Linked DNA regions of Mus musculus: all the other regions are linked to region 2. The links are chromatin contacts, called in public HiChIP or PLAC-seq maps. All regions are on one chromosome and are shown on one strand. Each heading gives the region's core, a stretch centred on a gene start, on an enhancer-like site or on the middle of the called end of the contact. The rest is flanking DNA. Distances are from core to core; before and after follow the strand shown. Region 1 overlaps Adk (adenosine kinase). Region 2 holds the start of Samd8 (sterile alpha motif domain containing 8). Region 3 overlaps Adk (adenosine kinase).

Region 1 (2,700 bases), core at 186-2,685, 410 kb after region 2:
AATTGACAGATTACAGCACCCCAGCTTCATAGAGGATCCTGATCTCTGCATGCAGACACCAGGAGAACCTGATCAGACAGCCTTATTGAATTCCTCCACTTCGTTCCTTACCATCAAAGTCTGCCCCTTTATATCCAGTCACATTTCTACATAAATACACTTCCTATATAAGGAAGTCTACATAAAAAATAAAATAGGTGGTGGTGGTGTGCAGCTTTAATCCTAACACTCTGTGAGCTCGAGGCCAGCCTGGTCTGCAGAGTGAGTTCCAGGACAGCCAGGGCTACACAGAGAAACCCTGTCTGAACCCCCACCTCCTAAGACAATGAAAAAGGCAGACATCAAGAAGCTGCTGCATTAACTTCATATGCCCCAGTACAGGGGACGCCAGGGCCAGGGAGTGGGAGTAGGGGGAGGGGGAGTGCGGGGGAGGGCATGGGGGACTTTTGGGATAGCATTGGAAATGTAAATGAAGAAAATATTTAATAAAAAAAAAAGAAAAAAAAAAAAAAGAAGCTACTGCATTAAAACAGCCAGGGACAATGACATGACAACTACAGGGGGACATTCGGGATGGTGTGGCTGGGACTGTCGGAACTGCATCATGCATGCATCATGCTCACTGATGGTATGGTCTGAGAGATGCATCCTGGGGTGATGCTGGCATGGTGTGGACATCACAGAGTGTACTTACACAAACCTGAAGGTACAGGCCAATCACTCGATGCAATCAACAGACAGTAAGAAGCTGAGGATGCAGCTCAGAGGGAAAGAGCTTGGCTAGCATGCAAAAGGCCCTGGGTTTAATCCCCAGCACCACAAAAGAAGAAAAAAAAAAAAGAGAGATGCAGTAAATAAAAGATACATAAAACTGCTGCTGCATAACACATTCAGGTATTAGAATAAACGTTTAAATAAGCAGATGCACAGTTTGAAAGTCATTGTTAAAGTACAGTACAGCAAATTCATAAGCCGGCGGTGACGCAATCATCAAGTTATGGGCTAGTCACAGGAGAACTGCTGTACTTTTGAATGCCTGGTCGGTTTATTTACACAAGCATCTCCATAAACAAGTGAACAATGTGTTTCACTATGATGCCTGTGCAGTCACCAGATGATAAGGACTGTCACTTTCCCTCTAGTCTCAGAGGACCACTACTGAACAAAACATAGCTAAGCAGTGCCTGCCTATTTATAGAAGAAGTGTCCTCTGGGAACAGCATGACAATTGCTGTCTTAAATCAGAGCAGCTGTGATCACCCATAGGAGATCCCACCAAGGAGCTGGGTCTATTAACATCGCCTTGAAGCAGGAGGGGACAAGGGTCCTTAAAGGCTCGACACACTCTCCTGCTTCGTTCAGCTGCAGGCTAGCACTGCAGGTGATAGTGTGCACTGGAGGGGAAGGCCGACTAGCGTGGGGACTGAGAGATGCACTCGTGCTGAGGTGGAGTTCTTCACACCACAGCTGCCTCAGTGCCGAGTACTCCCCATACCCACGTTGGCTCACCAACCTGCACATGTATGGAATCACTGCTTTGACCTGTCAGTGCCCTGTCTGCGGTGTCTCTCTACACCTTCCCGGGCAGAGTAAAGCAAGGACACTGTGGGAGAGTCAGAAGTGATTGCTCTGACATCAGTTACTCTAAGACAATGATTATCAGAGTCTCCTGGCTGCAGAATGCCGTGTGTCTATCTTCACCATAAAATTGTCATACATCTGGAAATGCAACGAGGCATTGTAACTTCAAGATGCTCAAAGGCTACTTACTCCAGCACAGAAAGTATTATACATGGATCAAAGACCCAATACAAGAGCTGAAATTCTGAAACTGGTAGAGGTAAAATACTAGAACATATAGGTGTAGACAGGGAATGTCTGGAAAAGATTCCAAAGCAGGGAAAATAACTCTAGGAACCTACAAATGTGATTACACGAAATGAAAATGCTTCTGGGAGAGTGAGAAGGATCAGTGGGTAAAGGCACTTGATGCCAAGCCTGATGACCTAAGCTCACACTCTGGGACCTACATGGTTCAAGAAAAGAACTGAGTTCAACAAATTGTCCTCTGGCCTCCAAACACACGGCATGGTGTACACACAACACAAACACACACACAGAAACACACACTCTCTCTCTCACTAAATAAATGTGATTAAAAAAAAAACTTTTAAAATTCTTCCACATAGCAAAATAAGTAATTACCAGAGTGAGGAGACAGCCTATAGAACAGGAAAAAGCCAAAACCAAAACCAAAACCAAAACCAAAAAAAAAAAAAAAAACCCCAAAACCCCAAAAAACCAAAAACCAACAACAAAACATCTTTCAACTATACATCAAGGAATTCATATCTAGATACTAAAAATATAAAGAACTGGGGGAAAAAAAGCCCTAAATATTCCACACCCCCCCCCCCCCCCCCCCCCAGTCATTGAGTCAGTAGACAGGCTGATGAATTAAGGTGTGGTAGCATGGGCTTGTAATCTTAGTGTCTGGGCAGCAGCAGGGAAATTAGGAGTTCAAAGTCATCCTTCATACATAACAAGTTTAAAGCCAATCTAGGGCACATGAGTCCCTGTGTCAGAACAACAACAAAAAATACAAACAGCCAATAAAACTCTGAGAAAGTATCCAACATCCTTAGCCATCAGGGAAGTGAGGATTGAAACTGCTGAAACTGCCATGAGAGTCCATCTCAT
Region 2 (2,700 bases), core at 193-2,692:
TCACGATAGAAAAAAAATTCCATTCATGTGGAAAAAATCTGCTAAATAGCAAGAGAATACTGATCCTGAAAAAGCTGTTAAAATCACCTTTCAAATTTTGTACGAGGTAACTCCAATCCTCGAGTTACCAATGGGGACGATCTTGTAGGATTCTGGACTATGGGTGGCTTCACTTCTTGTCGTAAATGACCTCTTAAACCCAAGAATTTCCACGGACCATATTTCCACCCTGTGGCCAATATGCGGGCCAACTCAAGCTGTATTCAAGTGTTAACAATTCGCACTGAATTATCTGTAAAATCCAAACGTCCAAATTCCCCTTGCAGATTTAATTTTTTTAATTTAAAGGTAATGTACTAAAGACTTACACTTGCCTGACATCTGAACCTTCTTAAAAACGAAGCACAGAGGAGAAGAAACCACTCGCGTCAGAAGAAATCTGAGTGACATCTTTATTTTCACAAATCACTACCCTCTACGAACATCACTTCCTCTCTCCGATCGCCTCCCCCAGTCCCTGTACGAGAATCAGCGATGCATACCCGCCCCTCGCAATCTAGCTTCTTAAAGGGATCACAAACAGGCAAGCCCCAAAGCCGTCATCCACTACCCAGAGATTTTTGACACCTTGAAAGACACTTACCTGTAAAAAAGCCAAGGCCCTAAATTAGATCCCCAAGGGCTCCTTTTTTTCCCCTGGACTTTTCCTCTCTAACCTTTAGGCCAAGCTCCTTCCCACCCGACAGCACCTCCCTCTTTCCAGGCAACCCTAACTCCCGCCCTGCGAAACCAGCCACCATTCCCACCGAGTCAGGTGGCTGTCAGTCCCCACCCGGCTGCCTCGCCCTCATGCGGGTTACGGGTTACAGGAGGCCCGGGGCCAGCTCTCCCTATCCCTCATCTCTATGGCTACAACCCAGGGCACCTCCTCCTCCAGGTCTGGATTCCGGGGACCCCTCTTGCACGTTCCTTCTCCCCTAGCCGGGTAGCAAGGACCCAGCCCCTGCGCCTCGTCCCTTGTTGCCCGCGGGTCAGCTCAACCCCCTGATTTTCTCCGGATTCCATTCCAGAGCGGCCTCCCCTGGCTTCCCCAACCGTCTCCCCGCGGCCCTTGGCGCCCCCGACTCTCCACTCACCCTTGGTTGCAGGCGCCCCCCAATCTCCCCTCTCATCAGCCTCGGCGCCCGCTCACCTCCGCGGTGGGAGCCGGGCTGCCGGGACCCAGCTCGGAGCCGGTGTCTAAGTCGCCGTTGGAGTCGGGGGTCCTCGGCGCGTAGGCGGGGCGCAGCGCCTTGAGAGTCAGACGCGAAGGCCGGGGGAGGGAGCCGGAGCGCAGGCGGGAGCCGGCTCGGCTACCAGCGGGCATCGCTCCGGCCCCTTTGGAGCCGTGCCGCCAGCAGCGGCCAGCCGAACCGGAACTGCTTCGGGAGGCGGGGCGCTACGGGGAGGGGGCGGGTCCAAAACCGGAAGAGGAGGGGAAACCCAAGGGGGAGGGGGAGAGCGCTTGCGTCATGCCCAAGCATAATTCATCAAAGGGTTTTAATGAAGATAGGAGAAGGCTTGTGGGTTGTTGACTGGGGTTGGAGCCTAGGAAGAGGCTATTATCCTGAGCCCTTTGAAGGGGCAAACCCCTTCTCAGTCAGTCCTCAAGTTGCATCATTTATTTGTTTTTCCACCTTTGGTGTTTTCGAGACAAGGTTCCTCTGTGTGTAGCTTCAGCTGTCCTGGACATCACTCTGTAGACCAGGCTGGCCTCAAACTCACAGAGATCCACCTGCCTCTTCCTCCCAAGTGCTGAGATTAAAGGCGAGTGCCACCACTGCCCAGCCCCGTTTATTGCCCCTTGATTTTGTACTGTGCTAGAGACTATACTTCAAATCATTGTTTCAACTCTGTAGATCTCATAGAAAGGTCAAGAAACATTGTAGCCTGACGTAGCACAGTTAATCCAAGCTGGTACCCAAGCCCAAGCTAACCTCAGACAGAACCTGGGTTCTTTCCTGCTACTACCATACCCCACCTTAACGGAATATCCCCTTCTAAAGCAAGCCTAACATTGGCAGAATCCACGTCTGAAGCCATCTGCAGCTTGAAATCTCAGCCCTCTTTGACTCTACTTTCTTGAACAATGCAGGACCGGCTTTGGTAGTTCTGAGGGAGAAGGGGGCAGATTCTAAGATGGACAGGAGGAGAACAGGGGCAGCCAGGAATCTGCCTAGTATGCTCAGAACCTTCAAGGGCTCCATGACACTGCAAAACATCTCATCTCCTGCAGCCCTTGTAGGCAGAGAACTCTCTTGTCCCCGTGCTTCTATAGGGGTAGAGGTGTTGCTCAGTGGTTAGAGCACTTGCTGCTCTTGCTGGAGACTCAGGTTTAATACCCTTTCACCTCAATGCCTCAAGTTCAATGCCACATGCCACCTCACAACCATCTAGAACTCTAATTCCAGGAGACCCACCCCCCACCCCCACTTTCTGGATACAGCAGGCATGGGATGCATGTGGCCCACATACATATTTGTAGGCACTCAAACATAATTTTAAAACTTATTTTATATGTATAAATGTTTGCCTGCATGTATTATCTGTGTTCTTAACCACTGAGCCATCTCTCCAGTACCAATAAAATATTTTTAATTATAAAAATAATGTTTAAAAAGTGGTTCTAGTGTCCAAAGATTCTCAGAGCCTTATTCTCAG
Region 3 (2,700 bases), core at 34-2,533, 450 kb after region 2:
ACTCACGGAACACTATTTCTCCTCCTCTCCCTTCTCCCCCTCCTCCTCACATTTATTTCTATTTCATGTGCATCGGTGTTTTGCCTGCACATCTGCCTGTGTGGGCATCAGATTCCCTGTGACTGTGAGCTGCCACGTGACTGCTGGGACTCACACCTGGGACCTCTGGAAGAGCAGCCAGTGCTTTTTACCTCTGAGCCATCTCTCCTGCCACACTTTTTCTTTTTAAACGTAGGATCTCTCTTAACTACGTAGCTATGGCTGAACTGGGACTCTGTATGAAGACCAGGGTGGCCTTGAACTGCATGCCTCTGCATCTTACGTCCTGACTAAAGGCAGTGCCACTATGGACAGTAATCACTGAACACTTTCTAAAATTAAGTCTTTTCAGAATAAAATGGGGGAAAACAGTCAGTGCATAGTTTAAAAAAATACGGTAAGGTTGAGGGAATCCAGATAATTAGCACAATGGCTACCACCTAATTCATTTCCTACTGAAAAAAACAAAAACAAAAAACCAAAAGGAGGACAAGGACCATTAATTCTATGTACAAAAACATCTCTTAAAAACAACCTCAACAACAGAACCCCCAAAGCAAACAAGTAGAAACCTCCAGTGAATCCCAGAGTGAGAGATTCATAGCTCTTACACTCACACAGCACTAAGCCTTCTGGTACCAAAAGGCCCTGCTGTATTTCGCGACAGAGCAGAAATCATGGAAGTAAACAGGGAGGAGGATGCAAGGGGAGGGCCTGTGTCCACTCACTGTGAGAGAGGGGAAAGAAGGAGAAAGAGAGTGGGAGACTGCTCTTATGTCTGTCCATCCACCCACCCACCCTTCCAGCAACCGATGAAAGTTAGACTACTAACCAAAAGGTGCAGAGAGTAAAAGCACCATCCTCATTGACCTTCCTGTCTTGCTACCTAACAGATGTGTGTGTGTGTGTGTGTGTGTGTGGGGGGGGGGGTGGTGGTGGAGAGAATAACCGCAAAGGAAAAAAATGGGACAGAGATTAACCCAAGGAAGTTAAATTTCATGAAAAGCACTTTCCAGAATAGCAATAAATTTATAGGAATTGATAAACTAAAAAGCATAATGAGGAAAACAACCCCTACGCTGTTGTCAGTTATGATGAATTCTTTAGAAACACACAGACGCTAGGGGAAAGGCAGAGGAACTACAAAGGCTGAAGGAGGGGGAGAAAGAAGTTAGACTTCCCAAAAGAAGTTACTGTTAAAATATGACAGAGCAACGATCTCAAGACTCCAGAAGAGATGTATTTCTTCCTAGAATGCCACATGAATGAGGAAGTGAAATGTTAGACATGTAGGTTTCAGAGACTCTTTCTTCCTGTATTCTTTCTCAGAAAGAAGAGTGAGGGGGAAATGCAAGCTATCAAAAACCAAAACAAACCAATACCCAAACCAACACATTTAAATGAGGAGAGTATGTACGTAGGAGTCCTGCAATGGAACACTTAGCACAGATCTGACACGAAGGGGATTTAGAGCTGTGAGGATGCTTAGAGCAGAAGAATGAAGGGTCTCAAAAGCAAGGTCCTCAAGACGAACAGGGCAAGCAGACACGGCATGAAACACTAGTGGAAGAGTTAATGGGTGGCTGACCAGTTACTCTGTACAAAGTAATTAGCGCTACGAGGAGACACATGTATATAAGTCACCCTGATCACAGAGAGGCGACAGAAACAGGAAGATGAGAGACTTCAAAACTCCAAAAGAAAAATCACAAGAGTATAAAAGAACTTAGCTCCCAAAGGATGAATCAATGATCTATCTCTCTATCCATCTATCCACCCACCCACCCACCCATAACGTAGATGAATAAATTTGATTTAACCAAGTGTTTTATTGCAGAGTTAGTGAGGGGCAGGCATAGTCCAGGATGTATGTGTACAGGAGAGTCAAATGTCCAGCACTAAGTAAGCAGTAAGGATAGTGTCACACTATCAGCTATAATCTTGACAGTTATCGTGGGCTAGGTAGACTCTTCCCCAAGTCTTCCACATATATTTACCCACTTAGCTAAAACTAAAACCCTGGGGGGAAAGGCACCACTTTAATCTCATTAGATACTAAGGACACCGACACATGACACATAAGACAAATGGCTTCTCAAAGACCACAGCTAGGAAGAGATGGCACCAGGGATTTAGCCTGGACATTCTCATTCGAGAACATTTAAGAAGGGCTGTTCTAGATCCGCTCCTGTGCTGGGTGATGAGCAAAGCTACAAACAGAACCCCAGGCAGACAGCTAAACATCCTCCTGCAGCCCCGTTCCACCCTGTCCTTTTTCTTTCCTTCCTGGCTTTTATTTGCTTAAAGCTTGGTCTGACTTTGTTACCCACAGTGGCCTCAAACTTGCAGCAATTTTCCTACTTCAGTCTCCAGAGCGCTGAGATTACAGGTAAGAGCCACTCTGCCTGGCTCAATCAACTGTCTGTAATGCATTAAAAGTTGAGTTTTGCTTTAAGAAATGAGGCCAGGTGTGGAAGTGCACAACATAATGCCAGCACTCAGGAGGCAGAGGCAGGCAGATCTTTGTGAGTTTAAGGTCAGCCTACGTACAGGACAGCCAAAGCTCCGTTACATACAGAAACCTAGTCTGAACAAACTAAAACTAAGTAAATAAATAGAAAGAGAAAAATCCCACTTAGATACCTCTTTTTCCTGCATTTG

What was found. HiChIP or PLAC-seq counts read pairs in DNA pulled down with a chosen protein or histone mark.
Region 1: a contact with region 2 is called in an H3K4me3 HiChIP or PLAC-seq map of bone marrow-derived macrophages, with 5 times the contacts expected there. The contact joins the enhancer-like site here to the promoter of Samd8 in region 2. A contact is called at or near these places in 7 of 39 promoter capture datasets (the C10 cell line, cranial neural crest, frontonasal cranial neural crest and 3 more), 2 of 15 datasets of contacts at CTCF or cohesin (large pre-B cells and stem cell-derived epiblast-like cells), 1 of 484 Hi-C or Micro-C datasets (large pre-B cells), 5 of 115 datasets of contacts at active chromatin or transcription factors (the 230-238 cell line, bone marrow-derived macrophages, embryonic stem cells and 1 more) and 5 of 9 other capture datasets (adipose tissue, embryonic stem cells, liver and 2 more).
Region 3: an H3K4me3 HiChIP or PLAC-seq map of bone marrow-derived macrophages shows a contact between it and region 2, with 2.6 times the contacts expected there. The contact joins the enhancer-like site here to the promoter of Samd8 in region 2. A contact is called at or near these places in 13 of 39 promoter capture datasets (the 3T3-L1 cell line, 3T3-L1-derived adipocytes, the C10 cell line and 9 more), 3 of 15 datasets of contacts at CTCF or cohesin (the NIH/3T3 cell line, pro-B cells and stem cell-derived epiblast-like cells), 1 of 484 Hi-C or Micro-C datasets (the CH12 cell line), 6 of 115 datasets of contacts at active chromatin or transcription factors (bone marrow-derived macrophages, embryonic stem cells, large pre-B cells and 1 more) and 2 of 9 other capture datasets (adipose tissue and macrophages).

What each region holds. Positions count from the first base shown.
Region 1 is chr14:21,334,601-21,337,300 of GRCm38.p6, reverse strand. All of the region lies in intron 7 of Adk (adenosine kinase), which reads right to left. Among named protein-coding and RNA genes, the nearest start is that of Gm52152, 83 kb to the left of the region's middle. Within about 2 kb of position 1,435, at least 20 of the 459 cell types and tissues checked have an H3K27ac peak or open chromatin away from gene starts, as enhancers often do.
Region 2 is chr14:21,749,273-21,751,972 of GRCm38.p6, reverse strand. It overlaps Samd8 (sterile alpha motif domain containing 8), which reads right to left and starts at 1,442. Exons shown (of 6, transcript NM_026283.3): 1 at 1,193-1,442. The coding sequence starts at 1,366.
Region 3 is chr14:21,298,539-21,301,238 of GRCm38.p6, reverse strand. All of the region lies in intron 6 of Adk (adenosine kinase), which reads right to left. Among named protein-coding and RNA genes, the nearest start is that of Gm52152, 120 kb to the left of the region's middle. Within about 2 kb of position 1,283, at least 27 of the 459 cell types and tissues checked have an H3K27ac peak or open chromatin away from gene starts, as enhancers often do. A contact at or near this core is called in the CH12 cell line, bone marrow-derived macrophages and pro-B cells, where this site is marked.